Regions from separate parts of the Mus musculus genome. Here all the other regions are linked to region 7. Evidence: chromatin contacts called from public Hi-C, HiCAR-type and HiChIP or PLAC-seq data. All regions are on one chromosome and are shown on one strand. The core of a region is the stretch at or near the end of the contact, and the rest is flanking DNA. Distances in the headings are between cores, read along the strand shown.

Region 1 (3,418 bases), core at 291-2,790, 550 kb before region 7:
CTAGATAAACCTTCTTTCCTTGCCAGTCAGAGATCTGGTCAGAAGAAAGGGAAAGGTGGTATCATTCAAGACCTATCCAGTTCCAAGTGGAACCTTGACAGGGCATGCCTCTGAACCTAAAAATATTGGCCATAGAAAGAGGCTTAGAAGGAAGAAAGAAAGGGAGAGAGAGAACAAGTGTCTCACACACACACACACACACACACACACACACACACACACACACACAGAGAGAGAGAGAGAGAGAGAGAGAGAGAGAGAGAGAGACAGAGAGAGAGACAGAGACAGGGACAGATGGAGTAGAGAGAAAAGAGGTGAGAGGACCCGTACTCAAATAAAGAGTAACAATAAACTGATACAATGATCCTGGAATAAAGAGTAACAATAAACTGATACAATGATCCAGACAATAGCTCTGTGTAGAATGTAGTGCATGCTGCAAGGTGGAATCTATCTGCGGTTAAACAGCTTCAAAGAAGCTGTCCTGGGAAGTGAAGCCAGGCATCTGAATGCCAGGAACGACTCAGCTCCGACCAACTGCAGGACCTAAAACAAATTAGATGAAAACTGGAGGGATGGGACATTTTAGGGCATGCAAAGCTGCCCTATAGATGCTGAGGTAGGCAGGAAGAATGTAGTGGATGAATTGTGGCCATGTCTGTGAGGTGCTGTTTTTTGACTGATTACAGCTATGGGAGGCCAGGTAGGTCTAGACTATACAAGAAAACCAGTACACATGAGGAAGAGTAACCCAGCCCAGCAGCAGTGGTCCTCCAAGGTTTCTGCCCTGACTTCCTGCAACGATGAATTATGATCTACAGTGTAGGCCAAATGAACTCTTTCCTCCCCTAAGTTGCTTTTGGGTAGCACAGAAAAGCAAACGAGAAAACTGCAGAGTGCTGCTTCAGCTCACGAAGAAGGAAGCTGGCTGTAGACGTGGGCTGGGTGTTGCCCCCTTCCGGCTCATGTGTTGATCAAGTGTCCTCTAAGCCTTCTTATTTGTACATGCACTGTGTCGTGGAGGACACCAGTGTCTATCCTACAGCATAACTGTGGGGGAGAGAAGACAGATGGAAGTCTAGCCAGGGTATGTTCAGTTAGGGAAAGATCACCTGTGGGTAAAATGTTCATCTGAGAACTCCTACCCTGCCTCAGCCTACCCCGATGGTTTCTGTTAGATGCTAAGAGGGTCTAAGCTGATGATGTTGCCTTTCTGTTGTTATTTGTTCTTTTTCTTGGATGCCTCTAAACTGTAAAATCACTATAACAGTAATATCTCCTAGGAGAAAATTTTTATTATCCTTTCCTCTTTTTTTTTAGTACCCCTTCTCTCTTTATCTTTTAAAATTTAGATTTACTTATTTGTTTTATGTAAGTAAAATTGTCTCCAGCTACAGCAGTCAAGGGCGTCAGATCCTGTTACAGAAGGTTATGAGCTGTAGCCTCCTATAAGCCTGAAGCAGGCTAAGCCGGAACTTGACCTGGGTGGAGCCTTCCTCCCTAGATCACTCTATTGTTCTGCCACTGCTGCTGTTCTACTTCAAGGTACTGCTACCTGCTGAGAGGCCCTGGAGCTATTCCGGAGACTACGCCCTATCGGTAGTCATCACCTGCAGCTGATTCCAGGCTCCAAGGATGAATTGGCGGGAATGGACCCCCTCCCCTGCCCCCCACTCTTTTATAAAGCGTGTCTGCCATTAAAAATTTGAACCTTGATCAGAACACTGTCTTGGTTTCATCTTTTTCCCTAGTTTCCCTCTTTTTCAGCGGCGGCCTGCTATTCAGGTGTACCTGCCTTGTGAGCCGCTGGATGGCTCGCAACAATGAGCCACCATGTGGTTGCTGGGAATTGACTCAGGACCTTTGGAAGTCAGTACTCTTAACCACTGAGATATTTCTCCAGCCCCGAGAATTTAGAAAAAAATAAAATAAAAAATAAAAAATAAGGGACCACTCTGTTCTGCCAGACACTCTCTGTTAGGAACTCCAGCTGACTGCTTCAATGGGGGCTTCCTCAGTCAGCTATGCTGCATGTTTTTATGTACCTGACTGACAATGTTTTGCTATCTATGTATCTGTCTATCTATTCATCTATTATCATGTAACTACCTTCTTTCTCTCTCTTTCTTCTTTCCTTTCTTTCTAACTATCCATCACCTAGCTAGCTATCATCATATAATCACCCATTTATAATTATACTTAATTATCTATCATCTATTTATCAATCATGTATCAATCTATCTAACATTTAACTATCTATCATCTACCTATCAGTCACCTATCTATAATTACCTGTCATTATCGTCTAGGTCAGTATCTATCTACTTAACTATCTATCAGCTACCTATTATCTATCTATCAGCTATCTATCTATCTACCTACCTACCAATCATCTATCAATTTATTGAGCACTTAACCATCTAGCTATCATCTGCCTTCTATCACTTGCTATTTGTTCTGTTACTTTGGCTTACTGTATATTTAATAAACATACTCATTTAAAACTGAAAATACAGCAAATGAATGTCATTCTCTGGACTAAATGGAATCATCTTATTATCCACCCTACCAGACTTCTAAGATTATAAGCCTTTCTTTATAAATCAGAGAGGGTTCTAGCTTTTATCTGCATCTTCAGAGAAGACCTGAACTTAAAATGGAGACAGCCCTCTTCATTGCACTTACAGATATCTTAAAGCTATCGAGGTCTTGCTATTGATTTGCCTCATTTCCTCAGTAGCTTCCACCACAGCTCCCAAGACATTGCTGGTGGCCTTCAAGGCTTTGAGCCACCCACCAGACACAGCTATATGCCTGGAGCCACATTCTTCCCACAGTTTGACCGTCTTACACTACTCACACAGAATATTCAGTGTAGACACAGCATAACTTCCATATATCAGAAGTCTAGGTACCTGGCAGAAACTACAAGAATCCCAGTAGAAAGTAAATGTACTAAAGTCAACAAAACTACAGTATCTTCTACAAGAGATTCTAAAAAAGACATCCTGGGCTATATTTTATGTTACACAATATCCTATTTACACACCAAAACACTTTCACAGCATTCAATACATGCAGAGGTCCTGTTGCAACTTTAAGTGATTTGATCCTTAAAATAACTCTATCACGTTAGGTCCATTATATGGACCCAATTCCCAGAGTCTAGAATGTCGAACCAGGGAGTTAAGAAACAAGTCATCCTAATTTCCTAGCAGTAGACAGTTCAACAAAGTATGCCCTTTTTTATATTTGTGTGTGTACGTGTGTTTATGTTTCTGTGGATGTCTGTGAATGTTTGCATGTAGAGGCTTGATGTCAGTCTTGATGTCACTCATTAGGCAACATTCATCTTGTTTTATGAAACAGGGACTCTTCCTGGCCTGAAACTCACAGTTAGACAGACTGGCTAGTCAGT
Region 2 (3,321 bases), core at 174-2,673, 530 kb before region 7:
GGATCAGAGGTGCTGAGACATTTTAGCACCCTACATCACAAGGAAATCAAGAAGGAAAACGGGGACAAGCTTCAGAAGGAGGCAAAGCACAAGGCTCAGGGAAGGGGGATTGGGGGAGGGTATGGCAAAGCTATAGGACTTTTCCTGACATGTGGTTTAAGAGTAGATTCCAGTTCAGAAGTGGAACTATCAAAACTCTTAAGAGCTGAAGACAAGGCTCACTGACAAGAATACCTGTAACCAGAAGGATCTTAGCTCAAGTCTAAGAACCCACGTAACAAAAGCCTGGCATGGCTGCTTGGGCTTCTAGCCTCAGCATTGGGCTGAATATGGACATGAGGATCGGTGGTTTGCTGACTAGCAGCCTAGTTTCAGGCCCAGTGAGAGACACCACTCTGAGGGAATAAGGTGAAGAATAACAGAGCCAGACACTCACATAGGCATGTAAACCTACATACATGAATGAATAAAATGTACCCAAAACATGTTTGCAAAGAAGACACACTGTCGTGTGAGAGTTTCAGTCTGACTTAATGGCTTTCTACACAGTGTCGCCATATCTTTGGGTTACAGAAGCCCTTGTCCAAGGGGAAGGCTTTGGCCCTTGGTCCTCATCTCACTTTCAGCACATGTAAGATAGACCTCTAGGACTAGCTGCCATGGGCAGATGGAAAATTCCTTTTTGCAGCAGCCCCCAGGGAAGAATCTATGCAAAAAGGAAATACAGACATAAGTGCTAACAGAATTTGAACTCCCCTGTCATGACTTTATTATTGGTAACTGGCATTCTTGATGGTTACTAGTTAATTTATGAGTTATTTATCTTCAGAAAAAGGCACAGATCTACCGGACATCAGACTGTGCCAAGATGGGCTTTCTTACTGTTCACATAGGCAGTGACCTGTGTTCATGGGCATTCCAGTGTCTTCAGTGTGGTGGTCAAGTCCATTTCTGTGGCTTTCAGTTCATCTCACTCCTCCACAGAAGTGGAGGAGAATGTTAGCAGAGTAGGCATTCTGCAAATTATACTACCAAGGGTCACATGGGCTTCTGTGCCTTGAAATGTGTCTCCTAGCAGCTGATGGTACGATACCACCTGCTCCATCTAAGCTAGCCCTCTGCAAGGGGTGCAGGCTCTTGGAACAAAAGCACAGGTGAAATTCTAAACCCATAAAGCTCCACCTGGAGTCTTAAGCTACAATGCTCAGTCTCACAGTAACATTATCATGACCTTTGAAATAAAAGAGAGAGAAAAACGTATGTTATCTGGGGGAGCCTGGGGCAAAAGAACAGTGTACTGTGAGCTCAGTGCCTGGCCTGGAAGTTTCTCTCTACTCTGTGTGGCAGTGTTGAACAGCTCCTACTCTCCCTTGGCAATACCCCCACGATGCACCACAATGCCCCAACAATAGTAAAAGCTTCGGGGAGAGAGCAGGGCCAGCTGTTTCCCAGCATAGCGAGAGACTTCAACCAAAACACATTAGATGTGACCTTTCACCTTTGCTTTTTCATTCCCTCCAAGCAAAAAGCTGCTCCAGGCACTGCATTTACAAAAGACTTAGCATCCAGACAGGGCTGTGTAGGGACTGCTGTAAATCCCTGCCATGTATGCAGCATGAAAAGTACAAGACACAAGGCATACTGGATCAAAGGGATGCCAGACTGATCCTTGGGTAAGAGAAAATCCTTTTCCATGAGCAGAAATCGCCACTGCTTGCATTAGGAAGGCAGGCAGACTAGGGAACTAGCTGAGAGGTGGCATGGCTAAATTATTTAAGTGGGGCCTGGGGGTAGCTTTCTGGTACAGCACTTGCTGTATGGAGAACTCCTTGAGTTTAGTGCCTTTAGCACTGGGTGAGAAAAGAAGAAGGTAAATAAGATATTAAAATGACATGACTTGGAGCCACAAGTCATGGCCTGCAGGCTGCATGCAACCCCAGGATAGCTATGAATGGGGCCCGACACAAAATTGCAAACAAAATACTACAGATTTTTTATTGGTATTTAAAAAACATTGTATTACATATATCAACTTCAACCAAAACACATTAGATGTGACCATTCACCTTTGCTTTTTCATTTCTTCTATCTATCTATCTATCTATCTATCTATCTATCTATCTATCTATCTATCTATCTATCTGGTGTATGCCTGTTCTTTGATGGTATGTGTGCTGGCGTCTGCACCTGTTTGTGTGCACATGAGGCATAGAAGCGCGTACATGCATGTCTGTGTGTGGGGGTGGGGGGGGGTAGAGTGTGTGTGTGCACAAGCATGCGTTTGTGAGGCATTGGATAACTTCCTCTGTCTCTGTGTTCTCTGCATTATTCCAATACTGGTCTCTTGCTGATATTTTTCATAAGGGCAGTGTTCAAAACGTCCCAGAGATCTTCCTGTCTGCACTCTCCACAGGGCTCAGGCTAGAGGCACACACGGCCATGTCTAGCTTGTTGTGAGGTTGCCGGGCATCTGAACTCTGTCCCTCCATGGCCTCTTATCCACTGAGCCATCTCTCTAGCCTTGTGACTTTTCTTAAACCCTGTGTAAAGTTCTCATATATAAACTTTGTAGGTGCCAATGTTGTGGCACAACGTGAAAGGGTTGGATGTGCCTGCTGTAGTATTTAGAGCTGACAGGTGAATGGATGGGCACTGTTCTTTACCTGCTTACATGGACCCAGCTCTCTACTCTTATTCATTCAAATGAGTACTGAACAGCCATGGGCGGCTGGGTTGGGACTGCTCTAGGAAGACCTGCAGTAATCCCTAATTCCCGGTACCTTGGTTCTTAGAGTGGCTTACACTGATGCAACAGTATGAAGCAAAGCAACTGGGGTGCTTCTCTGATGTGGTTAGAAAAGATACTAACCCCAGCTAGATGTCTGGCATCGGTACTTTCTTCATAGTCATGTTGGAGAAGCCTACACCACCAGGAAACACAGGTAAACTCTGCCATTGGCTAAGAGCAGAAGTGAAGTTCTCCTGAAGGCGCAACCTTGGCCAACAACCACGGCAAGCTTAGAAGTAGATCATTTTGAAAGTGACATGTCAGGTGACCTTGTAGCCCCAGCTGTCACCTGGACAAGTAAGAACCTTCACAATGGGTGTGTGTCATGTATTTAAGCTGTTAGACTTGTAGTAATGTGTTATGTCACAACAGACAACCATATGACAAAACTGGAGTGTTAACTAGGATATGCCACTGAACAAGCTATGGCACTCTGCTTGTATAGTTGACAATCTTGTTCTGTCTGAAAGAGTACAAGAGGGACCTTACTATCACACTGCCATCTCCCTTACCCTGTGATACTAATTCATTAA
Region 3 (3,440 bases), core at 131-2,630, 730 kb before region 7:
CAATAAAATGTCCTGTCAGAAAATGATACTTTCACATTTTTGTCTTCCTGTGCATGTTTCACTAATAAAGGTAACATACACTCTGTATTTGAAGTATCTTTTTCAAAAACTTACATTTCTTCATGTCTTTTAGAAAGGTGAATTTCTTGAGTAAACAAGGAAGCCATCTTTAATCAAAGCTGGGCTATAAGTTTTCTGCTAAATAATAAAAACATTTAGTTATCTTTACCCATGTGTTCAACTGTGCGATTTGGTTTTAGTACTGAAACAATACATTAATTCTCTCAAAAGAGAAAACTGACAATTTTATGTGTAATGTGAAAGAATGCACTCAAGCACATTTTTATTAATTTTTTTTTTTTTTTTTGCATTTGTCAAATTCACTCAAAACACCATGGATCAGGTAAACTCAAGACGCTTCATATCTGCTACCTCCACCCAAGCTCTAATCTTAAACAGAATTTCAACAAACAAACAGCCGGCACTAAGACTAATGGACATTTTAACAGAAAGAAAAAAAAAAACCTAAAAATTCAACACACACTCATAGACAGAAAGGCAAACACGTCTGAGGACCAACTGGGAACTCATGGTCTTGCCTTTAGCGGAAGACTGCTCAGTGCTACCATGACCCTTCCAAACAGGGGAAGTATTTTTACATGTGTAACTTAGGAAAAAGTCGATTAAGTCTGCCCGCCGCGTTCTAGCAAGTCAGCACTCGCGTTTGGAGACTTCCTATGGCACACTACACCAGGCACCACTCCCCTTGGCTAAAGTACTTGCACAAGTATAGATGGTGGGCTAATGACGTGCTCTGAACGCGCTAGGCTGAGCACACAAGCTAAAGGTGCCCCACCAAAGGGAGACACATCCAACACTGACATTCCGTGAAGGAGACTTCCCTAAACTTTCTGAAATTAAACGCCGCTCGCTCAGGATCGGATGGCGACCGGACGCCCGAGCTCTGGGTGCTCCGCACACTGCACAGGGGCCTGCCCGGCCCTTCAGCAGGCTCCTTCTCCGCCCAGGGCCCACCTCACGCCCGGCTTCCTCGCCTTCCTCCCGGCGAGGTTTGCAGCCGACCAGGGCAGCGTCCAGGCGCCCCTGGAAAGCCACTCCTGCCGCCTCTCTTCCTCTCCTTCGGGAGCAGTTCAAGAAAAACTCTGCCTTTTGAAGCGAGGAAGCGCCCAACGGCCACCCCAAGTCCCGCCTTTCGTCCCAGAAAACTCTGGAAAACCTTTCTGGTCACCTGGCTCCCCTCATTAGCTTCCTCCTCATCCCCCCCTTGCCTCAGGGGCTACGGGCTGTGACCACACTGCGCCCACCTCTGAGCTCTTCCGGGAACGCGCCATGGACGACGCCTGCGCAAGACCTGGGCGTGGTCAGGCAGCCATGTTTGCGTACTTTACGCTCCTGACGTCAGTCAGAGTCCCAGCTACTTGGCTTGGCTTGGCTCTGGCGCGGGTTCGAGCACCTCAGGGAGATGAGACTGTGGAAGATTCCCCAAAAGGGGCCTTAGAAACCTGGAAGAAGATGTGGTGATAGCTCAAGCTTTTAAAAAGTGGTCTCTGCATATGTTATAAAGTCTTCGGGGAGTACAGTTGGCTTCCTCCCTGTAACATATTCCTCCTTTGGAATGTTCCAGTGGGGGGGGGGGGGGGGGAAGGCGTGAGTGTTGTGGGGACTATCCAAAGACTTGTCATTAAGTTTGTTCATCCGAGGCCTGCAGAGCAGCCTCTAGGTCGCACACAGATCAACACAGCAAGTTCACAGCCTTGTGTTGTTTAGCCCACAGCACTCCTCCCATGTGCAGAAGTGTACCCTTACGCTTCATTTTATTCCTTGAAATAACTTTGTGAGCGAGTAGTTCTGTTTATTCTTTGCTTATAGATAGAGATATGGAAGAGTGATAAAGTCTTAACTAAGAGTTGCACAGCTGGTAAAGGGTAAACAGAACACATTTAAGTGAGTTTTTCCTCCTAGGTTACCTACATTAAATGTAGCACCGAATTTAGACACTTTGAACTCAGTGTGTCCTTTATTTTGAAAGCCTCTTTTCTACACACTTAGGTATCTTCACTTCTTTACTTCTAGGGCAAGGTCTCACTATGTAGACCTGGCTAGTCCTTTAAATCACAGGACATACCTCTGCCTCTCTGCCTCTCTGCCTCTCTGCCTCTCCCCCTCTCTGCCTCTCTGCCTCTGGTCCTGGGAGTAAAGGCATGGACTATGATACTTGGCTCTTCCTATCTTATAATGCTACTCTCTCAATAGAGGTATTATTTCATTCTCAGTGTGGGACTTCCCACTTCCCCAGCCACATTTTTTTTTTCCACAACAAAAGAACATTTTGTGTTTTGTAAAGTTCCCTTTAAATTTTGGTATGTGTTTGTGTGTGAGTGTGTGTGTGTGTGTGTGTTGGGATGGTATGCTACAATGTATATAGGTGTCCTCAAAGGGCAGAATAGAGATTTAGATCCCCTTGAGACTCTTTATTTGATTGTTGTGATGAGAACTCTTGTCCTCTGTAAGAACAGCCAGAACTCATAACTGCTGGATCCATCTCTCTCCAGCATCAAGAAAAATATTTTTGACTTTGGTTTCCTATTGTGCATTTTCTAACTGGATGAGTGAAATTTCTCCTGATTTTGAAGCACTGTAACCTGTGCTTGGCAGATCTGTTGTTAAACTGCTTCACACCCTCCCTCTTTAAAAATAGACCCTTGAATGGTTCTGTGTTCTGGGCTCTCCCATGAATAAAATAGCCTTTGCATAGTCACAAAGCATTCTTGTTTGTTTTATAGAATTTCAAAATAAATTTTAACTATTTTTGGACTATGTGAACAGACAATCTAACTATTAAAATGTTTTCATGTTTATTAAGACAAACTTTATGTACCCTCATGCTTTGGGCATGTTTGCATAGCAGTACAATTGGGAGAAACTACAAATTTTCCTCAGAGCCTCTCCTTTTTGAGTCATTGTCTGCCTTACTGTCAAACCAAGAGATAGTATATAAATTTTGCAATCTTTAGGAAAATAGTAACCAGGAATATATCACAGAAACTTAAAGATTATCTAGATATATTTTGATCATGTATAGTTACCCATAAAAGTTCTTCCTCTCAGCTTAAAGATTAGCTGTCATAACTCCTCTCATGACAAATCACATTTGTGATCCTTTCCATGAGACAACTAGCTGATGAGGACAAATCTCTGGCAACCGCATAGTGCATCAGTTCTTATAGCCTGCATTTTGTTAGTTAAATCTGGGTGTTTTTTAGAGTGAGATACTCCTGCCCTATACTGCAAATCACCATCATTGTCTAAATAGCAACTGGCCCATTGTGTGGTATTCTTCTGTACATGTGTAGTGAAGATAATGTTTCCTAGTGCTGATTCTTGCTTGCCCTAGCTTACTATTTTTGCCTTATTTTTGC
Region 4 (3,414 bases), core at 291-2,790, 790 kb before region 7:
TTCACCGGCACTTTCCCCGGCTCCGCTGATGCTATATCTCTGGAGAAGGAATTGACTATCAAACCCTCAACCCTGTTTGCTCATATTATACCCACCGTAATCCTCTTAAACTGCCTTTGCGGCTACAAAGCTCTTGGTCTTGCAAAAGCCGGCTGGCAAGATATAATTGTCCGACGAACAAAAACAGCCAAAAGTTTTCAAAAACCCCATGCACAGCCCCTCTTTTCCCTAAACCTAATTCTCTCCTTCTCTAGCTAGCCCCCCCCCCCCCATAAGAACCCTCAGCCTCGACCACTTTTGTTGTCACCAAGAGCACCCGGCCTGTTGAAAGTGCTGGAGCTTCTTTGAGCAGTTTGTTGTGATACGCAGGTGGAATGGTCTGCAAACATGAATTCAGCCCCTCCAAACCCAGCGCCGAGCGCTCTGCTTTTGTGCGCCCGGCACAAAAACGCTGAATTCCTCCGAACTTACTTGGGGCCTGTCTAGAAAAGAGCCTTTTCTTCCCTCTGCTTGTACCTCTGGCCACACTAAGTCTTTGCCCGCCCCCCTTCAGACCCCCTCCTTCTCCCCTCTGATAATCCTTCTTTTTATTTTAGAAAAACACAAAACCCGGTTCCACGCGGTGCTTTAGTGGCTAAAAGTGAAAGAGCTGCCTTGGCAGAATTCAGCTCTATGAATCACTTCGGAAAATTGGTTCGACTGAATGGCCTTAGGAGGAAAAACGTTTTAATAGGATCCAGGGGAGGTTCTGCTGTTTCAATCTGCTCCTTAAACAGGTGGAGATTGGACCTTCTCAATTATACAAACAGTAAGTACCCAACAGCGGGAGAGCTGCCCTCCGAATCCTCCCCGCACGCAGCCCTAAACCAGGCGCAGAGCCTGCCTTTGCCTCTCAAACCCGATCACAAATCAGCAATTCGGATCGATTAGCTTCTCAAAGAGCCCTAGGCCTCTCAGGGCAAGAATCCCCCAGCCCTACTGAAAAAGTGGGCCAGAGAGCTGCAGGCGCACCCACCCTTCCCCAGGTCCCCAGGACCCCGGCACGCCGCCTGCCCTCCCGGACTCTTCGAGGTCGTCCTTAGGCGGCGGGGAGCTCTCTCTCGACCTCCGACGCCAGCCAAGGCGAGCTCGTTGCTTTTGCATAAATTAATATTTCCCCATTAACAAGTTCCCCCCTCCAAACGCGACGCCCGCGTCCATGCGCCACATCCTAATGAGGTAATTATCATTTGCGCGTGTTCGGGGCTGGCGCTGGCTCCGTAGGTAAATGGCAGTTTATTAGCACGGTGCCCAGTTCGGCTGCGCAGGGCTAAGGGATACTTTGGTGATTAGACGGACACCAGGGGCCCTTTGAGGTAGCGCGTCGGGGACACCCCGCCTTCCCCGCGTACCCTAAAACTGTAGGCCCCCCAAAGTTGTGAATCACCCAAGGAACTCTGCCTAGGTTTGGGTTTGGGCGGCCCCCACCTCCTTCCACCGGCAAAACCATCACGATTCTTCCCCCTCCCCCCTCCCTCTCTTCCCTCCTTCCCGATTCGCAAACCGCTCGCACTTTCCCGAAGGGAGCGCGGGCGCTAGTTGCCTCCTTTAAAGTTTGAGGGGCGGTGGCGGCGGCCGGCAGGCGCGGGGGAACGCAGGGTCCTCAACGGGAGTCGCGCCGCCGCCCATGTCATTCCACTTCAAGTGACTTCATGTGATGTCAGCTGAATGTAAAAGACAGTGATCTCACGCGGAGGGGAAGATGTTTGCCATCAAAATGTGACAGAAGAGACACGCTGCATGGCTCGGAACGCATCTCCTTGGCGGTGGGGGAAAGAGGTAAAAGCGAGGTGGTTCTTCCGGCCCTCTTTAACTTTGCTCTTTCAGTGCCCAGTTCCCAGCACGCGTGGCGAAGGCCTGGGTCCAGGGAAGGGCTGGGAGTGTTAATTTGAGACTCCTTTCTTCTACCCCTTCTCCTTTCCTTTGTACAGCCTCCCCCTTCTTCCCCCTTTCATAGTCCCAGGGCAATAGCTGGTGGGTTCCTTTGCGCGCCGGGTTAATGGGCGGTAATTTGGTACCCTTGGGTGCACTTTGTTCTGCTTCTGTTCATTTGAATGCAAATGGGTGACCGGGCCGACTAGGTGCTTATTAAATTGCGGTTTCCCCCCTGCCTTTTCCGGAATGCAGACTTAGAGGAGAGAGGCTGTGCCCTGGCCCAGCCTGGCCCAGCTTGGCGCGCCATGGCCAGCTCAGCTTCCCTGGAGACCATGGTGCCCCCGGCCTGCCCGCGCGCTGGAGCGTCACCGGCCACTTCTAAAACACTAGCTTTCTCTATCGAGCGCATCATGGCCAAGACGTCCGAGCCCCGAGCGCCTTTCGAGCCCCGGCCTGCTGCGTTAGAGGCAGACAGCAGCCAGAGCAAGAAACTGCTCAACCTCTGCTCGCCGCTGCCCTGTATGATCCCTCTCCAGCCTCTAGGCTACGAGGTGCCGTCCAAGACGCTGCTCAGTTACTCGGAGTTCTGGAAGAGCAGCCTCCGGGCGGGCGGCGGTGGAGGAGGAGGCAGCGGCGGGGGGGCCCCAGTGTGCGGCGCCAGCGGCTTGTGCAAAACCAACTGTGGCGTGTGCTGCAAGGCCGAACTGGGCCTCGCGCCTTCTGCGCTGCCCGCCGGCAGGGTCATCAAACCGCAGGTCATCAACCAGGCTGTGGGGCTGCCTGCCAGCGGCTCTCTCTACTACTTCAACTACCTGGACTCCACCGCTTACCCACCTTCGGAGCTCCTCGGAGGCCACCTTTTCCCATCCGGCCTCCTCAACGCACAGGCCCCCACTTCCCTGGCTGCTCACCCCAAGCTTTTTCTGCTGGAGAACGCCAAACTGGCCAGCCTGGCTGCGGACAAGTTCCCCCACCCAGCTTCCTATCCCCATAAGGAGCGCTTGCATGCGCCACTGGAGCAGGTGCTGAAGGAGAACTCGGCCTTGACAGCTGAACGAGGGGGAGTCAAGAGCCACAGCAAACTACCGGGGGGCTCTACTGACAGCAAACCCAAAAACTTCACCTGCGAAGTGTGCGGCAAGGTGAGGCCTACGGTTCTGGGGGGAGGGAGCTAGTAGCCCCTGACTTTCTTGGGCTGCCTTGTACACCTTTCTCTCAAGCAGAGGAGCTTCCCAATAGCTGCGCGCTCCGTTCGATGCTCAGTTGAGCCTCAGTTTCCTATTCTGTAAAATGGGGCTGTAAAATCGCCACACAGTTGACAAAAGGACTTGCTGGCTTCAGATGGGATGGTTGGTTAAGGGAGGTAAATTGTAGCCTCCGGGCCTGATTCTAGGCCCTTGGCAGACTCAGCCTAAGTTCCGCTCTCATCCTTCCATAGGTGTTCAATGCTCACTATAACCTCACCCGCCACATGCCTGTCCACACCGGAGCTAGACCGTT
Region 5 (3,312 bases), core at 107-2,606, 650 kb before region 7:
TTTTCGAGGCAGGGTTTCTCTGTGTAGTCCTGGCTGTCCTGGAACTCACTGTGTAGACCAGGCTGGCCTCTAACACAGAAATCCGCCTGCCTCTGCCTCCCAAGTGCTGGGATTAAAGGAGTGTACCACCATCGCCCGGCTAACAGTTGCTTTTCTTGATAAGGATTGAAAGCACATTTCTTAGCCAGGTGGTGGTGGTGACAAACACCTTTAATCCCTGCACTAGGGAGGCAGAGGTAAGTAGATCTCTGAGTTTGAGGCCAGCTTGGTCTGCACAGTGAATTCCAGGAGAACCAGGGCTACACAGAAAACAAAAACAAAAACAAAAACAAAACAAAAAACCCCGTCTTGAGAAACCAAACCAAACTAACCAAACAAACACACGTTTCTTTAACATTCAAGACCGAACACACAGCTCCCCCAAGGTCAGATCCTGCCACCGCTCAGTCCTTGTGCAGCATGATGTATCTTTCCAGGGACTTCCCTGTTCCACATCAGCAGCAGTCACTGAAGTCTCCATTCGTGACACAAAACAATGGGGCCACTAGTCCCTCAGCGCATGGGCTCAGGTGGCCAAGATTTGTGTTCTCAATTTAAGATGAACAACCGGTCCACATTTAGCTCAGCAGTTAATTGGAGCAGAGTCCATCCCCAAAGGATTGTGGCAAGGGCCTTGGGCCTCTGGCCTCATCTCCATGTCCAGCCTTTAAACTTCTGATCCCTCTAACCCCTGTGTATTAGCCAGCACTGTACTTTAAGAAGCCTTCTGCTTTGTGATTTTAGGAGCTGGGAAAGAGGTTCTGATATTAAACAAAACAAACAAAACAAACCAAAACAACCAAAAAGAAAATCAAGCCACTCTGGGAAAGCCACTCTCCAGGAAGCCCAGTGGACAAGACACACTATGATTTTCACAGTCTAGAGAACCTTTGAGAGATGCAATGTCCCCATCTTTGGAGACTGTTCACGATTTATCTGGAGAAGATGAAACACTGGTTTGCAGCTTCACCTCTGGACAGAGACTCAAAATTATTCAAGTGGGCTGTTTCCAACCACCGCCCCCCCTCCCCCCACCAGCAATTGCATCCTTAAAATATGACAGTTACTCACTCCATTTTTTTTTTTAAACCCCAAGATTCAAAACCCAGCAGAGGCAAGGGGAACTGGTACTGAACTAGCCAGTCAAAGCTCACAGGGCCTCTCTAGACGTAACTGGAGAGGCTCAGAAGTGCTAGAGCGGATTGGTTTTAGACCATTTCCTTTTCATTTCTCTCTGGTCGCCTCCCAGCACCACCAAATGGAACGGTTCTAATTCGTCACTGTACCTTGCACACAGACAAGGACTAGTTAATAATCACTTATTTTACCTCGCCTCACTAACTCTGAGCATGAGGGGGTATTCTCACGAAGATCAGTGATTTGCTAACTGGAGGCTTCTGTTTAGATGCTGAATAGGCTTTCTGTAAGCCAAATTTGGGACTAAAAAGGTTGTGTAACGGAAAGATCATGTACTCCTTACCTACACATGCAGGAGAGGCCCCCAAACACGTGTCTTATTTTATTTTTTTCCAAGGCACAAATACACGGCAGTCAAGGACACCCTTGTTTCTTTTTCTTGCCTCCAGCTCATTACAGGACACTACTTTCACGAGTCTGGAAGCTACTGGGGCTCACCAAATGGAGTTTGACAGCAATGGTCTCAACCCCCTGCTGCTGCCATTTCAAAACCTGGCCACCTAATATCTTGCTTTTTGTATGGATAAAGTTTTTCAACTTTATAGTGAGGTCGTTGAGAAATGAGATCTAAGAAATGAGCAACATAATCCACTGTGCTAAGCAAGCAGTGACTGTGGATGTCCTCACAGTGGGTGGAAATCTGTGACGAGCTTATACTCCCTGACCATAATAATGGGTTCATTTTAATTACTTATTTATTCTTCCTATTACACAAAACTTCTTTTTTGGCCCTTACACCGTCAGTTACTACCTCTGTTTATAAAATAGCCTTATTCTCTCACATGGCTTGTTACCACATTTCCCTTTTAGCAAGGTTACTAAAATAGAAAATGCTTTTGTTTACAAATCCTTCAAAGCTTTGGTAAATTTTAAAGGTCACAGTATATCGGCCCCATGATTCTCCACTCTCTGTCACTGCCTTCTAGTTTTCTTAGAAGTCTTCTGATTGAAGTAACTCAGCGTTCAGTTTCCCCAGGTGGAGTCAGGAGGCGCTAATGGAAGTTTCCTGGCCGTGTCTGCTTAGCTTCCCCAGCGCACAGTACTGATGCTAGGTGATTAAACCCTTAACCCAGCAGATTAGTGTTTCTAGGATAGAAATAGAGCACAAATAAATGCCCAGGATTTGTTCCCAGGCAGGATTTTGATACAGCAAAGCCCATCTTTAAGTCAGATCAAGTATACAGAGGTGTAGCTGATTATTTTGAATAATTAAATGGTGTCAAAACCAGCTGTGATGAATAGCACTGGGGTCTCAAATCATAAATAATTGAGAAACCGGAGTTGCATTTGATCATCCTGATCAAATTCTGTTCTCTAGAGGATAAATGTTTGTCCTGAATACCATCAACATTGTTAAATGCCTCAATATTGTTGCTCAGTCATCCAGCCAACAGCCAATTGAACTAAATCACTTTAACAGCGCACACATTTGCTGTCCTCATGAATACAAAATATTTGACTTAAGCCATGTTCTTTGTCATAGAACAGGCACCTTTTGAGGTCAGCATCCAATAGCAGCATTAGATACTTGACAAGCATCCGTTCATTCCACAAAAGCCAAGTTCTTTCTCTCTACCACCGTTGCTATCACTGTTCCCAATAAAAACCTAAAGCCAAGCCAAACCAACCAACAAAACAAAACAAAAACAGCACAAAACTAATAACAAAGAACCTCAGAGAAAAACTTTAATTTAACCTGGGATGTCAATATAATTGCCTTTCTGATGGCCCATGGAGATCCCAAATTTGCATAGAGGCAGGGGCTCTAGTCCCATTTTTCTCATTGTTCATGCGAGATAATTGCACCTCAGAGCTGTATCCTTCATGGTCCCCACGTGATGACTTCCCATTCCTTTATTTGAGCCCCATATCCAATTGTGCGAGAAGAGGTGGGGTGAGAAAGGATCTTTACCATCATTTCCATTACACTGTAGAAATGGAAAGAGAAACCCACTCACCCCTACAGCTAGAAGACAGCTGAGCTGCCATAAAAGCCTGCCCTGCTCCACACAGGCCCTGCTGCCAGGGATGCGCTTCAGTGACGAAAAGGGCAGTCTGTTTAATAGCTCCTCATTG
Region 6 (3,774 bases), core at 100-2,599, 920 kb after region 7:
TTCACCTTCCTGCTAGGGCCCCAAGAAGGATTTGGAGCTGGGAGGTCACTGAATCTTTGTCCCTCTTGGTCATGTGGTCACATTGAATCGATCCCCATTCTCTGATGTTACTATTAATATGCATTTTTAATGAGATTATTGAGAACAGTGGCCTAACCTGCTTCTTAGGCCTGCAAAGGCAGTCTCTGACCCTTTCAGTGACAAGAACACTTGAGAGTTAAGGGATCAGGGAAGAGAAATAACTTAAGATGCCCTAAAATGGAACCTGCACCTAAACTTTTATCAGCCTACAAACTTGAAAGCTAAAGCCTATAAAGGTTGTACACAAGGCTGAGAAATTTGGATTTTTTTGCAGTTGACTCTCACTGGAAATCTGCAGAGAGGAATCTGATCAGAAAGCTTAGATTGTTTTGCTGGGATATCTCAGGACAGAGTGAGAATAGCCTGCATGTACAAGGTCTTGAGTCCCATTTCCAGCCATGCAAAAATAAAGAATCAAAATGAAGAAAAAAGGAAAAAGAAATTCTCCATGGCTTCTTATAGCCAGTCTTTGCTATGTTGTGGGCTCTTCTTTACCTACCCTTTATTTCCATCCCCTCAGTTTCACCTCCTAGCAGTAGACAGGAGAGAAACAAGGATAGAAAAGAGGGGTGAGAAAAATTAGAAAATCCCTCAATCTAATTTCTTTCCTTTTGTTTCTTCTTTGACCACAATTATTGTCAAACCATAACTAACTCCCTAAACAACCAACAACCACCCACACATTACCTCTTGGGGCCCTCACACTGATATACTCTTTGAAATTTTCCCATAATTCCAAACATCAAGCAATCGAAGAAATCATCTGCAGCTGGCAAAACTATGCTTCTTCTAGAGCAGGAGGCAAATCATGTCCAGCTGCGGTAGACAGTCTGACGCAGCCCCACATCCTACACCTGGGACTAAAATGAAAACATGTTCTTATAATATTGCTGTGTTTTTAAAAGAAACCAAAATTCCAGAATCCTCAAGAATGTCACTACAGTATGTATTTCCTTAGAAGTCTTCAGTTTGTTCTTTTTAGACTGGACTAGGGAAAGCTAGATTATAGAAAAAGCAAGAAGAAAAGAAGCATCCAAACTCCGTCAGTTAATTGAGATGCTTTATTTGATCATCTGCTTTGTAATGAAGGCAATAATTGGCTCTTATTTAGTGTTTCCTGCCCAACCATCCCAAGGCACTTCACTAATAAGCATCATCTTTCTTTTAAAGCCAGTGAGGTCCATGGAGAGAAGCTGAGGGACTTGATGCAGGGGGCAGAGGCGGGAGCTCCCTGCTGGGCATGTGCTTTCTGCTTTGTCAGAGTTTGGGGACATGCTTGAGCGTTTCCATTAACCACCTGACCTGTGCACACCAGCATTTCCTTGAATGTGCTCAAGGCTGGCATTTCCCCTGCATGCAAAGCAAGGCCTGCATTACTAGAGGAGAGCTTAATCTGAGAAATCCTGTAAGAGAACTCACTCAGCTGTGTGTGACCCAACGTGTCCCAACCTCACCTGACCCTGAAGTAACTCTGTGTAACCCATAGTGTCCCGACCTCACCTGACCCTGAAGTAACATTTCTCTTTTCCTTCCCTATTCTCCATTCCTTTGACTAATTTTTCTGTTGGTGAGCTTCATGATGTGCTGGCTTGTGTTCAGACATCCTACCGTTCAGACATCCTACCGTCTTTGTGTGTACTAGGATCACTTGCTTAAAGCTCAGTGCTTTTCAGGAATGACTGGAAGATGACATGTTGTCATTTGGGACAAAAGGGTAGCCTAATGATTGTTTTGTCCCATCCCCTTCAATCAGCAAAATATACCCCCCTACTTCAGGGCTTTGCTAGAAGGGAAATTACTGATTTATTTGCATGCTTTCCTATTTTCTAGAAAGAAAAGCGATGCTACTTTTTTTGTTGTTGTTTCCAGATGATCAATTATATTTTGGCAGCCATAGAATCTTCCTTTCCACTACATTTCAAGTGAAAGCAAGATCCCAGGAATAGGATTCTAACCAGACATGACATTTACACTGAGTCATTTTTTTAAGTTAAGTATATAACATGAAACTTTGAATGGCATTCAAAGATCTGAGTCAATTTGGTGATTTGAACATGAACTTAGTTTGTCTTTTCTCTTGAAGGATTTTGTATAAGATGGAAAAAATAAGACCTATGTCTGGTTAACTAGCATTCATATAAAACCAGAAAATTCTGCCTAAATACATTTCAAGATGTGGGTGGAATAGCATCCAAAGTTGAGAGCCAATTTTATCCTGACAGAGTGAAAACAAGCACGCTAACAGGAAAGGGCGGGGAGCTGAGTTTTTCTAAAAGTCACTGGTAATTTTACAAGATGAATTTATAGCTGGGGAATAGACAGTGACTAAATGGTGGCTGAGTTTCCTAAACAGTCAGGATATGCACTGTCTTCAATATTTTTACAGTTGATTTCTTGTAGATAGCTATAGCATTTGAGGGCTAGAGAGATGCCTTTCATCTTTTTGGCAGGCCCAGAAGTAACCATGATGGTCCTTAAAAATGCTTAGGTCTCTGCTCGAGTGATCTTGATCAGATAAACCTAGTTCCGCACTTAAAAATATGTTTCTAATTCTTTTTGGAGTGTGTATCTCTGTGTGTTGTATATTTGTGTATATGTACTTGTAGTGTAGGAATGCATGCACATAGGTTCATATGTGAACTTTACTCAAAAACTTTCAACCTTTATTTTTAAAAATATTTATTTACCTGGAGCGGTTATAGGGATGGCTCAGAGCTTAAGAGCACTTGTTGCTTTTGCTGAGAACCAGAGTGGGTCTCCCAGCACCCACTTTAGGCAGCCGACTGACACCTCTAACGGCAGTTCCTGTGGATCTGATGCCCTCTTCTGACTTTCACGGGCACAGCATGCCCATGGCATTCATATTTCACGTACAAACACATAAGCTCTCCTTCTGGCTCCTTTTCTCTTCTGTAGTAGGCATGCATCTGTAATTGTGTTTATTATGTAAGTATTGAGTCTATTTACCTTTTTTTCTACATGCGGATTAAACTCAAGAGAAGAGTCTGTGTGTTTATTACATTTTAATTTATTTTGGTTTTAGAATTTTATACATGCATTTACATCATTTTCACCCACTCCCTCTCCTCCAGACTCCAACTCCTCCCATATGGCTCCTCTCTTCTTCTCAAGTAAGTGTATTCTCTCTCTGGCCTCTCACTCCCCCTTGCCTCTCTCAGTCCCCCTTCTCTCTTCCTCCACTCTACTTCCTTGGAGAAAACTGCTTCCACCCTCTCAGCTGTTGATTGCCTACATCTCTGTCTGCAGATGGACCTTCAAATGTTGCCATGTTGAATTGACTAATGTCCTCATTGTTCAGGTCTGCTTCTTGTCATTTCATGGTGTTTCACATCTGCTGAATATTCCTTGTGTGTGTTTTTTAAAATTTTATTGTATTTTTTTTTTGAGTGAGGAGTTCATGATATTCTATATGATCCATTCTATTGCTTTCTTTTGAATTTCTTAATTTGGCTATTGATATTTTCAATTCCAAATTCATTTCAGTTTGGGTCTTCTTTAGTATTTTTCTTCATTGAATTTGTCTTTGTCATTTCATTGAACCATATATTTGTGTTGTAGGGCAGTTCGTGTCCTCTTTACGCTCATTGATGTATTTGTTCATAACCTTTGTAATGTCCTTCACTTCTTTGATCATGTTCATAATTTACTGTTGGTTCAAATTCTGTGTCCCTA
Region 7 (3,380 bases), core at 620-3,119:
GGGCAGCTTGAGCTGCAGCCCTCCGACTCTGCAAGAGAAGAGGAAGGCGGCTGGCCTCTGCCCTCACCGAGGGGGGAGGGTGTGGGCTGAAGGCTGGAAGTGGAGGGTCGGCGAGCTGCACACTGGTACGTGCAGTGATTTAGGATTGTCGAGTGGCCAATATTGTTCCAGCTTTAACCTGGCTAGAAAATAAGCGGGTCTGGGTCTGGATCTGGCAGGCACATTCAGCCTGCAAAAGGGCAAAGATGAAAGTAGGGAGGGCACGCCAGACAGCCAAAAAATCTGCCCGGACGCCAGAAGCTACCCAGCTGTCGACCCGCGCCCTGAACTTGGACCCAAAAGAAAGATACAGAAAGGGACCGTGAGCCCAGTGAAGCAGGGGTCTAGCGAAAAACTCCCTGCTCACTGCTTCCTGCTCTCCCGAGGCTCCCAGGCCCCCCGCGTCTAGGGAGCTGCCTCCCGCTTGCACTGAGGCGTAGCCCGCACCTCAGCCGGGAGCAAGGCTGAAAGGAGGCGGCCCGGCGACTACAACGCGGGCTGCTCCCCACATCCTGACTTCTCTGCAGCCAGCCTCCGCCTTCCATCCCCAAACGCCGCCCTCCCCCCTACAAAGGGTCGGAGGGATGCAAAGTGAGCCACGATTATGAGCTCCTTCTATCCCCGCAGAAGCAACGGGAGCACCCCATATTACTCAAACCAACAGAGCATCCTTCCCACAGCCAATCTCCCCAGACATCCTATCGTGCAACTATAGCCCTCCGGATCAGCTCCGGATCAGCAAAGCAAGTCGCCTTCCCCCGCCCTCCCATACTCCAGATGCTTCAAGCTTCCCAAGCCACAGTCAGAGCACATCTCTGAGTCCCCAACCCTCCCTTCCAGCCCGCCACTGCTTCTGCCCTCTCTGACCATCAGCCTCCTAGAACACTGCCGGAGCCAATGAAGCAGAGCTCTCTTTCCTCCTCGGTAGCCCGGCCCCCCTTCACCCTCTCCGCGGTCCCTAGACTGGCGCCCAAGCTCCGCGCCCCGGCGACAACTCCGCATACCCCGCGCGCCGGCCAGAGACGCGTCCCATCGGCGGCCCTCACTCACCCGGGAAGCACACCACATAATGAAGCACAGAACTGGTGATTTTCAGGAACAAAATCCACCAACACGGTTCCAGTAACCTCCGCATGTCCGAAAACGCACATCGAAAAGAGAAAGGCAGGGGGGGTAAACTTGTTGAATAAGTTCTTGCTTCCGAGCGAGGCTCCGCTAAGCCTGGAGGCTTTCACGGCTCGCCCGCCACACGGGGCCCCCCACACTCGGCCACCGGTCCCGCTGGAATCCGGGAAGCTGCCAAGCGCTCCCGAGAAAACCTCAAAAAGTGACCGGGAATGCAAAGCCAAGCTAGGGACGATCCTCTCGGAGGAGAAGGGCTGCTTTCCGCTCAGACACGATCCAGCCGACAGGCAGGGCGAGGAGAAGACGCACGGCGGCAGAGCCCGGGGCCCGGAGCAGGCAGGGACCGCGGGTGGCGGTGGCTAGCAGCGGAAGAGCCCCAAGTTGAGTCGGCAGCGCAGCGCAGCCCGAGAACCAGCGGGCGACGGCGGGGCTGTGCGCGGCGCGGCGGCTCCGGGCTTCAGGCGGGCAGCTCCTTCCAGGGCCCCGGCAAGGAAGGAGGCATGTCTGCGAGCCTGGAAAGGGAGGGAAGCGGCGGGGCGGAGCGCAGAGCCCCCCAAAACACAAACGGCCAGTGGAGCGCAGGGAAACACAAAGGATCTCAGAGGGGCGCCGGGGCGAGGGCGCCTTCAGTCCATGCTCCTGAAAGTTGTGGCTCCGGCGCAGGCTGGGGAGGAACCGAGAGCGCGGGGCTGGAAACTGGCCATGCCTCCATACAGGAAGTAACATGTGAGCATGGATCCTGGCAGAGACTTTAAAGCCGGCGAGCGGGCGAGCGAGCGAGCTGGGGGCGCGCGGCGGCGGGGGCGCGCAAGCACGGGCGCGCGGTGACGCGCATCCCCGAGCTGCCGCCGGCGGGGGCGCGCGTCTCTTAAAGCGGCCGTGCTGGGCTCCGGCTTCCAAGGACTTGCACTACTCTCCTCTCCAGGCGTGCCTAGGGCTATGGGTGTGCGTTTAGGGGAGCTGGTAACCCTGAAGACAGGGAAGAGACCAGCTGCCATCCAGGGTCGGCATGGCTTTGCTCCATTTTCGAGTTCTTAAAGACGAAGTACGGATTCGGAGAGATCCCTGACCTCGTTCATGGATCCGGAACTTGGGGGAGGGGGAAAGGGTGGTCTGGTTGGAATCTGGGGGAGAGGAAAGGACCAGCAGCTACATTTTCATGGAGAGGGGACTTCCGTAAGGCCTCACCACCTGGACGGTGTCTTGACGGGGTGCACCTCCAGCGTCCCTCTCCTGCTGCGTTCCCGGGCTAAGAGACAAAGCCCAGCGGCCTTTGCACTCAGGTTTCATTGAGGTTTTTTTGTTGTTGTTGTTTCCCCTTCCCCCTTTCCGAGCTTCCATTGTTCGAATCTACCTCTGGGAGATAGGGAAAGGGACGGGAGTCCATCCCAGGCTAGCAAAATCCAGCTCCAGGCCCACATCGGCTTTTCCCAAACCACGAAGGTCTGTCGTGGACTTTTCCCCAAACTACGAAGGTCTGTCGCGGAGTTTTCCCAACCCCCGGATTCGGGAAGAAGGTGGCTGCAACTTGGCCTGGTTAGGCAGAGGGCAAATGAAGTGCGCCTCTCACCCGGGGCAGGGGAAAGCAGCACCCCGGGGCAGGACTGGTTTCCCGCAGCCGTCCTAGGAGACACGGCTTAAGTAAACTACAGGGAGAGGCATCCGGGGGAAATGCAAGGGCTAGGTTTATCTGTAATGAGTTTTGTCCCTTGGCTCTCACAGAGATCTTTATCGCTTGGGCTTTTCAGCAACCTATTTTTTCCTCCTACGTTGGTGCTAAAAGAGGGGAGGCAGGTTTTGGTTTGGGTTTTTTTTTTCCATCAAATTTGTAATTGAGCCAACGTAATTAGCCATTTGTATTTTTTTCATAGTTGTTCTGCCACTCTATGAAAAGGATATGGACATATTTTTAAAGTGTCCCCTTGCCGTTTCATCGCAACGCGGCACTGTCCCACACCCACCCAAACATCTCAACCGGATGTTCTTTCGGTTTTCAAATACTATACAGATGCTCTGAGAGTCTGTGGCATTGTTTAGGAAAGCAGTCTCGCACCCACAATTCCAAAGGAAAAACCTCTGAAAAGTTTGGGGTGCAAAACTAGTAAATGCCAGGAAGTTCCTGGAACGGGCCCCCAGATCTATCTTTAGCCAAACCCCGCAAACACCCTTCCCGTGCTAGGCAATGAGGCCAATCTGTTTGCTTTGGAATTTGACAC

The links. Hi-C and Micro-C count contacts between places; a contact is called where the count stands out from the background. HiCAR-type assays count read pairs that join an accessible place to other places. HiChIP or PLAC-seq counts read pairs in DNA pulled down with a chosen protein or histone mark.
Region 1: a contact with region 7 is called in an H3K4me3 HiChIP or PLAC-seq map of embryonic stem cells, with 31 read pairs. The contact joins the enhancer-like site here to the promoter of Ptprg in region 7. A contact is called at or near these places in 8 of 39 promoter capture datasets (the HPC-7 cell line, embryonic stem cells, liver and 2 more), 8 of 484 Hi-C or Micro-C datasets (the N1E-115 cell line, embryonic stem cells, liver and 1 more), 24 of 115 datasets of contacts at active chromatin or transcription factors (SST interneurons, a colorectal cancer cell line, craniofacial prominence and 13 more) and 2 of 9 other capture datasets (embryonic stem cells and pancreatic islet).
Region 2: a contact with region 7 is called in an H3K4me3 HiChIP or PLAC-seq map of neural tube, with 6 times the contacts expected there. The contact joins the enhancer-like site here to the promoter of Ptprg in region 7. A contact is called at or near these places in 4 of 39 promoter capture datasets (embryonic stem cells, liver and second pharyngeal arch cranial neural crest), 2 of 484 Hi-C or Micro-C datasets (muscle stem cells and nephron progenitors), 14 of 115 datasets of contacts at active chromatin or transcription factors (craniofacial prominence, embryonic forebrain, embryonic hindbrain and 9 more) and 2 of 9 other capture datasets (adipose tissue and embryonic stem cells).
Region 3: a HiCAR-type map of astrocytes shows a contact between it and region 7, with 2.9 times the contacts expected there. The contact joins the promoter of 3830406C13Rik here to the promoter of Ptprg in region 7. A contact is called at or near these places in 2 of 39 promoter capture datasets (hippocampal neurons and liver), 1 of 484 Hi-C or Micro-C datasets (embryonic stem cells), 3 of 115 datasets of contacts at active chromatin or transcription factors (astrocytes, embryonic stem cells and stem cell-derived neural progenitor cells) and 1 of 9 other capture datasets (adipose tissue).
Region 4: a contact with region 7 is called in a Hi-C map of embryonic stem cells, with 5 times the contacts expected there. The contact joins the promoter of Fezf2 here to the promoter of Ptprg in region 7. A contact is called at or near these places in 2 of 39 promoter capture datasets (both in embryonic stem cells), 12 of 484 Hi-C or Micro-C datasets (B cells and embryonic stem cells), 12 of 115 datasets of contacts at active chromatin or transcription factors (astrocytes, embryonic stem cells, kidney and 1 more) and 1 of 9 other capture datasets (embryonic stem cells).
Region 5: a HiCAR-type map of kidney shows a contact between it and region 7, with 6 times the contacts expected there. The contact joins the enhancer-like site here to the promoter of Ptprg in region 7. A contact is called at or near these places in 3 of 39 promoter capture datasets (embryonic stem cells and liver) and 6 of 115 datasets of contacts at active chromatin or transcription factors (astrocytes, embryonic stem cells, kidney and 2 more).
Region 6: a Hi-C map of cerebral cortex shows a contact between it and region 7, with 2.5 times the contacts expected there. The contact joins the enhancer-like site here to the promoter of Ptprg in region 7. A contact is called at or near these places in 2 of 39 promoter capture datasets (cranial neural crest and hippocampal neurons), 2 of 484 Hi-C or Micro-C datasets (cerebral cortex and palatal mesenchyme) and 1 of 115 datasets of contacts at active chromatin or transcription factors (forebrain).

The regions. Positions count from the first base shown.
Region 1 is chr14:12,105,738-12,109,155 of GRCm38.p6, reverse strand. All of the region lies in intron 6 of Ptprg (protein tyrosine phosphatase, receptor type, G), which reads right to left. Among named protein-coding and RNA genes, the nearest start is that of 3830406C13Rik, 180 kb to the left of the region's middle. Within about 2 kb of position 1,540, at least 18 of the 459 cell types and tissues checked have an H3K27ac peak or open chromatin away from gene starts, as enhancers often do. A contact at or near this core is called in embryonic stem cells and stem cell-derived epiblast-like cells, where this site is marked.
Region 2 is chr14:12,080,528-12,083,848 of GRCm38.p6, reverse strand. The region is part of intron 5 of Ptprg (protein tyrosine phosphatase, receptor type, G); the gene reads right to left. Among named protein-coding and RNA genes, the nearest start is that of 3830406C13Rik, 200 kb to the left of the region's middle. Within about 2 kb of position 1,423, at least 9 of the 459 cell types and tissues checked have an H3K27ac peak or open chromatin away from gene starts, as enhancers often do. A contact at or near this core is called in neural tube, where this site is marked.
Region 3 is chr14:12,282,143-12,285,582 of GRCm38.p6, reverse strand. 3830406C13Rik (RIKEN cDNA 3830406C13 gene) reads right to left here and starts at 1,380. Exons shown (of 5, transcript NM_178141.3): 1 at 1,326-1,380; 2 at 115-198. The coding sequence starts at 167.
Region 4 is chr14:12,343,991-12,347,404 of GRCm38.p6, reverse strand. It overlaps Fezf2 (Fez family zinc finger 2), which reads left to right and starts at 1,540. Exons shown (of 5, transcript NM_080433.3): 1 at 1,540-1,818; 2 at 2,167-3,056; 3 at 3,353-3,414. The coding sequence starts at 2,220.
Region 5 is chr14:12,200,490-12,203,801 of GRCm38.p6, reverse strand. All of the region lies in intron 16 of Ptprg (protein tyrosine phosphatase, receptor type, G), which reads right to left. Among named protein-coding and RNA genes, the nearest start is that of 3830406C13Rik, 82 kb to the left of the region's middle. Within about 2 kb of position 1,356, at least 4 of the 459 cell types and tissues checked have an H3K27ac peak or open chromatin away from gene starts, as enhancers often do. A contact at or near this core is called in kidney, where this site is marked.
Region 6 is chr14:10,629,571-10,633,344 of GRCm38.p6, reverse strand. It overlaps a transcript of Fhit not described here. Among named protein-coding and RNA genes, the nearest start is that of Fhitos, 110 kb to the left of the region's middle. Within about 2 kb of position 1,349, at least 10 of the 459 cell types and tissues checked have an H3K27ac peak or open chromatin away from gene starts, as enhancers often do.
Region 7 is chr14:11,552,042-11,555,421 of GRCm38.p6, reverse strand. It overlaps Ptprg (protein tyrosine phosphatase, receptor type, G), which reads right to left and starts at 1,869. Exons shown (of 30, transcript NM_008981.3): 1 at 1,090-1,869. The coding sequence starts at 1,174.